Linked DNA regions of Mus musculus: region 2 is linked to region 1. Evidence: chromatin contacts called from public promoter capture Hi-C data. All regions are on one chromosome and are shown on one strand. Each heading gives the region's core, a stretch centred on a gene start, on an enhancer-like site or on the middle of the called end of the contact. The rest is flanking DNA. Distances are from core to core; before and after follow the strand shown.

Evidence for each region. Promoter capture Hi-C pulls out the DNA fragments that hold promoters and counts their contacts.
Region 2: a contact with region 1 is called in a promoter capture Hi-C map of second pharyngeal arch cranial neural crest. The contact joins the promoter of Gpr21 here to the promoter of Rc3h2 in region 1. A contact is called at or near these places in 17 of 39 promoter capture datasets (the 3T3-L1 cell line, 3T3-L1-derived adipocytes, the C10 cell line and 12 more), 2 of 484 Hi-C or Micro-C datasets (nephron progenitors and stem cell-derived neural stem cells), 4 of 115 datasets of contacts at active chromatin or transcription factors (bone marrow-derived macrophages, embryonic stem cells and epiblast stem cells) and 3 of 9 other capture datasets (adipose tissue, liver and pancreatic islet).

What each region holds. Positions count from the first base shown.
Region 1 is chr2:37,420,531-37,424,591 of GRCm38.p6, forward strand. It overlaps Rc3h2 (ring finger and CCCH-type zinc finger domains 2), which reads right to left and starts at 2,373. Exons shown (of 22, transcript NM_001100591.1): 1 at 2,237-2,373.
Region 2 is chr2:37,515,099-37,518,951 of GRCm38.p6, forward strand. It overlaps Gpr21 (G protein-coupled receptor 21), which reads left to right and starts at 1,528. Exons shown (of 2, transcript NM_177383.4): 1 at 1,528-1,601; 2 at 1,961-3,853. The coding sequence starts at 2,346. The coding sequence ends at 3,395. The region is part of intron 13 of Rabgap1 (RAB GTPase activating protein 1); the gene reads left to right.

The sequences.
Region 1 (4,061 bases), core at 1,123-3,622:
ATGTAGTATACATTTTGCATTTAACAACACATTTCAAATTACACTAACTCCATTTTAAGTCCTTAACTGTCACATGTGGCTATCAAGTAGTAAAAGCAAATCTCGACTACAAATAATATAAAATAATACTCAAGATCTGATTTTTATTAGAAATTTTGAGGTACGAGTCACACACTTAAGGATTTAGAAATGGAATTAGAAATTAGAGATGTAATCAACAATTCTCACGAGACTGGGTACAAATCATCTTTAATTTCCAACTAGCTTTATTTTTAATCATAGACTTCCCTTTTCCATCTCTAGGAAATGAAATTTCAACCAGGTCCAACCAAAAATAAGCATGTACTTATTACAGCCTTGTTAAGCCAGGGATGGTGGTGCACACCTTTAGTCCCAGTGTTCATGAGGCAGAAACAGGTGTTCTCTTGAGTTCAATATTAGCCTTGTCTACATAGTGAGTTACAGGACAGTCAGGGCTACTTGTGAAGGGGAATCTTGTCTCAAAGAACAGAACAAAACAAAACAAAAAACAAAATAAACAAAACTTTTTACAAATTTATAGCATTTTTACCCATCACATAACGTACAGGCTCTAGTCTTAAAATATAAAATCCTAAGTGTAGAAAATAATGCCTCTGACAACTGGAAGGCAGCAAATTACAAACACAGAAACTAAATTAATGAAAACATGAACAAGAACGTCTTCTTGCATGTCATACTAACACAACAATAACTCATGGGGTAATTCAAAGGCTCCACTAATGAATTAGATTTCAATTCAATTCTCGAAGAATAAAAGCCTGTTTAATTATGGTACCTGTCTTCCCTAAACAAGACTAGAAAATATATTAAGTGTTTTGTCCTTCAAGCAATTTTCCAAACTCTGAATGTGGGAAACATGAATCACCAAATCAACAAAACAATGGTAATATTGGAAAATAGCCTTTAATAGGATAGAATAGTCTCTGGGTTTTCAAGAACTGACTGTGTTAGTAAACAATTTAAGTAAACAATTTAACATGGATATTGATGTCAGATCAGTGATGTAGTTTTTTAACCACATAAAAGGTAAAAACAGGAATCTACAAACTATTCTTAATGAGTCCAAGTCTTAGGCTGTGTATACAAGTTAACCACAAAGAGACTAGACCCACCAACTAGAACATTCGTTTCTTTCCTTCTGTCAAATAATATCACTTTAGTGTGCCATTATTAGCTTTCTCTGGTTAACTCCAAGTTTTTACTGGAACTTTAAAGCCTGACTACTAAAAATGACAGGAAGATTTGTAAAACACTTTTAACACTTTATTCGGGATATAAAGTCAACTCTAATTACAGTGGGTCAAGATGAGAAGAAATTCCTTAGGGTCCTAAGGTTAGGAGGACAGTGGGATTAAAAAGAACCGAGGTGGAGCTTAAACAAAAATCTAAACAGGTTGAGAATCACTGAATTTGAATACTTAATGTCTGTGATTACTTTAGACTATTTTGGTCTGAAGGCTGTGTCTGCCAGTATCTTAAAAACTCTGGTGATTTCAAGGATGGAAATGACAGCTACCCTTATCTCCTTCCTAACGACAGAAAAGTACAGCTGTTTCTCTTAGAAACAAAGATGCTTTCTACCATTCTCCTAAGATGGTGGAAGAGTCTCCTTATGAGGCTCCCCCAAGGAAAATAATAAGAAAGGGGGAAAGAAAACTATAGCAGAATTCCCTGGCTGTGCTTCATGCCATCGCTCCTAGTCACATCCCCTGGTCCAGCCATCTCCCTCCAGGGAGGTTAAGCCCTCCCTGGGCATTGTTTAGCCAGGGTCCCTATTTACAACACTCAGATCGCCTCCATCCCAGCGCTGTGGTCTCGGTAAGCCCAAGGGCTGAAAAGAAAACGCTAAGACAGGACCTGATCTCGGGGACCTTTTCGAAAGCCCCTCTTCCTACATGGGTTAAGCAAAGAAGGAAGCCGGCCTCTGTTCGGGTGGGATCCTCAGTGGTCAGAGGCGTCCCTTCAGCCGGTGCTGGAGAAAGGTGGCCATCTGAGCGTTTCGCTTCGCATCAAAAAGCCCTACCAGAGCGAGGGGCCTCTCTGTCGTGTCAGGTGCGGCCCGCGACTCCCAACCCTCGGGGTACCGGCGGCCACCGTGCACAGGCCGCCGGGCAGAGACAGCTCCCCGCCCCACCTCTGAGGACCCGGCAGCCGGGCCAGGGCCCCAGCCGCATCTTGCCCGCCCCCGCCCTACCTGAGGGGCCCGGGCGGGGTCGCTAAGGGCCGCTCCCGGGGGCCCCGCGACGGCGCGGCTCGGCGACGGAGGCGCCTCGTCTCGCCGGGGCAGAGCTCGGCGGCGGTTTCAGGGCCTCAAACTCCATCGGGAGCTACAGGGACAGCCCCGTTGGCGGCGGCGAAGGCCGCGACGGGGCCTCCTCCTCCTCCCTCCCTCCGCCTCCTCCTCCTCCTTCTCCTCCTCCTCCTCACCACGGAGGCGGACCTGGAGGGATCCCGATTTAGCTCTCGCGAGAAGATACTGTTCACTTCACGCGAGATTACGCAAGCCCGGGAGTTGGGGCAGAAGGGAAGCGTAGTGGCCCGGCCACCAGAACTGCGCATCAGTTTCCCTCTGAAGAAGAAAGCCACCCTCGTCACATGACAAAGGAACCCCAGAGTACTGTGGGAGATGATGCGAGGACTAGGCAAGACGAAGGGCCTTATGGGAAACTCCCTGCACATCTAAGCCTTGACCAGGAGGCTTGCAAGATTGAGCCAACGTTAAATTTATCATCCATAGAGCAGAACCTGCTTCATCTATGTTACAGTCTACTTTACTCTCTTTGTAGTGAGATACTAACCAGATTAGCAAATAATTCTCCAGTTTACAAAAACCAGGACCAAAGTGAAAACGTTTGGCAAACCCACCTACCTCATCTAAAATCCCAGATGCCTCAAAAGTGAGAAGGATCAAATTTTACAAGTTTTGGAATTATAACTCAATATTTGTTAGAGGACTTATGGCAACCTGTAAGGTAGGAATTATGAAGAAAGACTGAAAATAAGGATGAGAAAAGCAACAATTATAAACAAATATGCCAGGCTGTATGATAACTGATATTTTAAAAGCATTTTAGTTTTATAGTTAATTTATCAAAGTAATCCTAAAAGGTTAATATTGTGAATCTATGCTAATGATGTGCAACTGAATGTGAAACAAAATGTTCAGCAACATCCATGATAATAATCTGTATGTAAGTTAGAATATGGAAATTTCTCTAATGAAGCTTTAAATATACATGAGTTATAATCCAGATGTGGGGCTGGCGAGATGGCTCAGTGGTTAAAAGCACCGACTGTTCTTCTGAAGTTCCTGAATTCAAATCCCAGCAACCACACCGTGGCTCACATCTGATGCCCTCTTCTGGAGTGTCTGAAGACAGCTACAGTGTACTTACATATAATAAATAAATAAATCTTTAAAAAAAAATGCAGATGTGATGGTGCATCCCTGTGAACCCAGCAATTGAAAGGTCCAGGCAGAATCATAGACTGAACTGCTTACAACTGCAGCTCCAGTGACACAAAGCTTCTGGCAAGTGTGACAAGATCGGCTTTTTAGTTTTTGCATTTTGTTTTTTTTTGTGAAAGATCCATTGGCCCCACCTGTTTGTTGTTTGTTTTGTTTTCTGGTGCCTTGGCTAGCCTGTAACTAGCTCTGTAGACCAGGCTGGCCTCAAACGCAGAGATCTGACTGCTTCCCAAGTGCTGGGATTAAAGGCATGTACCACCACCTGGCAGCCCCACCAGCTATACATTAATAACTCATTATTCATAATTTCATCCAATTATGTTAATCAAAAAAGAAAGTTTCCCAACAATCAGGTGTACATTTTGGTATTTTCTTTTTGTTTTTGTTTCAAGACAGGGTTTCTTGTGTAGCCCTGGCTTTCCTGGAACTCACTCTGCCTCTGGAGTGCTGGGCTCAAAGGTGTGCACCATCACCACCTGGCACATTTCTGTTCTTTTCAACTGGACAGTGATGAGTAATTTTATATATACATGTTCCCTAACCTACTGTG
Region 2 (3,853 bases), core at 278-2,777, 94 kb after region 1:
CTTGAATTGGGGTGCTGGCAACACTTTTTAAGACCTTCAGTAGGTGATTAAAGCATTAGATGGTGCCAGACCTGTCATTATTTTATCTATTCCTTACCTTAAATAAAGTATAATTTACAAAGTAGTCATAGGGAGAGGTTAAAAGTAATAGATAACCATAAAATAGCTATAACAGTATGTGTTGCGATATTATGTGAATGTTGGCTGTCTCAAACTGTAGGGTTTTTTTTCATCCAGTGTTTTCAGACTACAGCTGTGCTGATATACTGGATTATAAAATTGCAGATCAAGAGACTGATGGATATATTGTGTAAGAGGTTCTCAGGGGTAGAACCCTCAGCATACATGTGCTAGGGACTGGGAGAGTAGGAACAGGAGTACCTCAAGTTATCTGTGAGTGACAGTGACTTAAATACAAAAATCTCTGAGGCAGGAGGCTGTCCCTTCTGTGCTGCTCTTCTCTACTGAGGCCTGTCACATTATGTTATTTGTCTCCTTGAACATGTCTCGGGGGTCCTTACTTTCCTGAATTAAAGTGTTCACACTTCACTGAGCTGTGATTGTAAGCATCCTTTGCCCACAGTAAGAAAGCATGGATAAAAATAAATAAAAATACAAGTTGGATCACATGGTTCTTTGTTCAAGTGTACAGATCTCCTAGGATTACTACAGTTGCAGCATTTGTTTTCCTTTACTGATGATGTGAGGCTTTATTCAGGCAAAATTATACCATTCCCACAGCACCCAGTTTATGAAAACGGAAAGCACCCTTTATGACATTATCCAAAAAAGTAGTGTGTTATTTCAATTTGCATTGTTTTAGATAAGTAGAAACAAGATTGAACTGTAAGATTCAAAGACTTGGTACCTAAATATCTGTGTACTGTCACTCCACTCAAGTGGAGTACCTAACTAAACTGAGGAAGAAGGAGAGAACAAATAGCACCATTTCCAAATATTAGCCAATATCTAATAAATGATAAAGGAAAATTGAGGCTGAATATTGTCTCTCAGCTGTAACGTCTTGTGCAGCTGAATTAGACTTCCTCGGGTGCCATGTACTGTTACCATGCTTCCTTCCTGTGACACTGTCCTTTGTTCTTAGGGACACAAAAAAATAGGACTTTCCCCCCTCTCTCCTCTGGTACTGTACTTCAGCCCAAATCCCAACTCCTCCCTCTCTCCATCCCCACCTCTGCCCATGTTTCTTACTGGCAATCTGAATTCTGCTCATTTACCTATGAGGAAGATTGCCGACCGACAAGGAAACAGCTTTCAGATACATCCTGTGGGCGCACCAAGCCAGCGCCTACTGTGCCGTCGGGAATTCCTCTATGGGAATAAATGGTAATGAGTTGTCCAGCACGCTAGAGTGTGTGTGTGCCCTAGCACACAAGTTGCCCTGCCCTGCCCTGCCCTGCCCCACCCCCTTTCTTCCTTTTCCCAAGCCCCTCTCTCTGCTTCTCCTCCTACTCCTTTAGCCCCTCCCTCTGTGCCTTAGTTCTGCAGTAGGCTGGCTTTACGAACATTCCTGCATTGCAAGGCTTTCGGTTAAGGATGTATTGTGGCTTTTGTTTGGATTTCAGCATGCAGAATCACAGGTAACACTCTGAAATTGAGCTAAGCAGATAAATTGTATTAAGGTGTTTGCAGAGATATAATAGTACATTGGATTTAATGGAGAAAATAATCTTGGTTAATTTTTATCAATGATAATGTCTTCAGGATTACCATAAGGAGATTCTCCTACAACACGTAAAATAAAAGAAAATGAGGGTTTATAATTTCTTTATGTTGATCTTGGAAGCATGGTATTGCTGTTCCTCCAAAGTAAGGGCCGTTTATGGAGGAGGCTGCTTAGGGTGAAGTGGGAGGGGTGCTGGCAGTCAGAGCTAGCTAGGTTCTTTGTCTAGGATGTGGAATGCAAAATGTAAAATGCTCTCTCCTTTTCTTCTATCAGCTGTTCAGAGGAGACTCATTACAACTCCTGCTGAAGCTACTAATCTTCCTCCCTCTGCCCCTCCCCCACCCACACTTGGCCTGAAGACACTGTCCCCAGTTTGCCTTACTCCCTTGCTATGTGTTTGGTGAAACTGGCAGTATGGCTGCGTCTGGGACTGGCCAGACAACTGCTGTTGGCTTTCCCTATTCCAGGAAGAATTTAAAGGGAAATTGTACAGCAGGCAGTATACCCACCACAGCAGCAACCTCAGGAACGTGATGACTAGGGCTCCCTGGCTTTGTCACAGGCATGCAAAGCTGACTGCAGTGACAGTAGCTGCTCCTGAGAACTGAGACAGCAGCCAGGTGGCAGCATGAAGTGAGAGCCAGTTCCTGAGCACGAGATGAACTCCACCTGGGATGGTAATCAGAGCAGCCATCCTTTCTGTCTTCTGGCACTGGGCTACTTGGAAACTGTCAGGTTCTGTCTTTTGGAAGTGCTGATTATTGTCTTTCTAACTGTATTGATTATTTCTGGCAACATCATTGTGATTTTTGTGTTTCACTGTGCACCTCTGTTGAACCATCATTCTACAAGTTATTTTATTCAGACAATGGCATATGCTGACCTCTTGGTTGGGGTAAGCTGCCTGGTCCCTTCCTTATCACTCCTCTACTACCCTCTTCCGATTGAGGAGGCCATGACTTGCCAAGTATTTGGTTTTGTAGTGTCAGTTCTGAAGAGTATCTCTATGGCTTCTCTGGCCTGTATCAGCATTGATAGATATATTGCCATCACTAAGCCTTTAACCTATAATACCCTGGTTACTCCCTGGAGACTACGCCTCTGTATTTTTCTGATTTGGCTGTATTCCACCCTGGTCTTCCTGCCTTCCTTCTTCCACTGGGGTAAACCCGGATATCATGGAGATGTATTTCAGTGGTGTGCAGAGTCCTGGCACACCAACTCCTACTTCACATTGTTCATCGTGATGATGCTGTACGCCCCAGCTGCCCTCATTGTCTGCTTCACGTATTTCAACATCTTCCGCATCTGCCAGCAGCACACAAAAGAAATCAGCGAAAGGCAAGCCCGATTCAGCAGCCAGAATGGGGAGACTGGGGAACCCCAGACCTGTCCAGATAAGCGCTATGCCATGGTCCTATTCAGAATCACCAGTGTGTTTTATGTCCTCTGGTTGCCATACATCATCTACTTCTTGCTGGAGAGTTCTACTGGCTGCAGCAGCCGCCTTGCATCCTTCCTGACTACCTGGCTTGCTATTAGTAACAGTTTCTGCAACTGTATCATTTACAGTCTCTCCAACAGTGTTTTCCAGCGAGGACTAAAGGGCCTTTCAGGGTCTCTGTGTACTTCTTGTGCAAGTCACACCACAGCCAAGGACCCTTACACAGTTAGGTGCAAAGGACCCCCTAATGGATCTCATATCTGAGGGGGGCTCATATATTCAGTCGCTCTATTTTCAAGGAGAAAGGATGGCTTTGGTTCAGTTTTTTTTCTCTCCATCTCTGCTTCCAGTTCACTAGAGAAGTAAGAGCAGCTACAGACTATCCAGATAACCTTCATAGTTTGCAGAAGTTGCTTCCTAAATGAGATTTAAAATTAGAAGAATCAGGATCATAAAAAGAATCACTCTTGATCCAGTTTTTGAAATGTCATGGAAGTGACTACAGTTCTCAGATTCAAAAGGAGTAAAGCCATAGTTGACACCTCTCCCCACTGGCGTGGCTGAATCTGGGTGTGAAAAGCATCAGCATGTTAAAAATAACCATTTTCTTGCCCCTTTCTGGATTCTTAAATGCAAGTTGGAATTTATGTGCAATTGGTTATCTTCTAACAGAAAATATTAACATATATTGATGAACTAGCAAGGATTTTCTTTATCTGTGC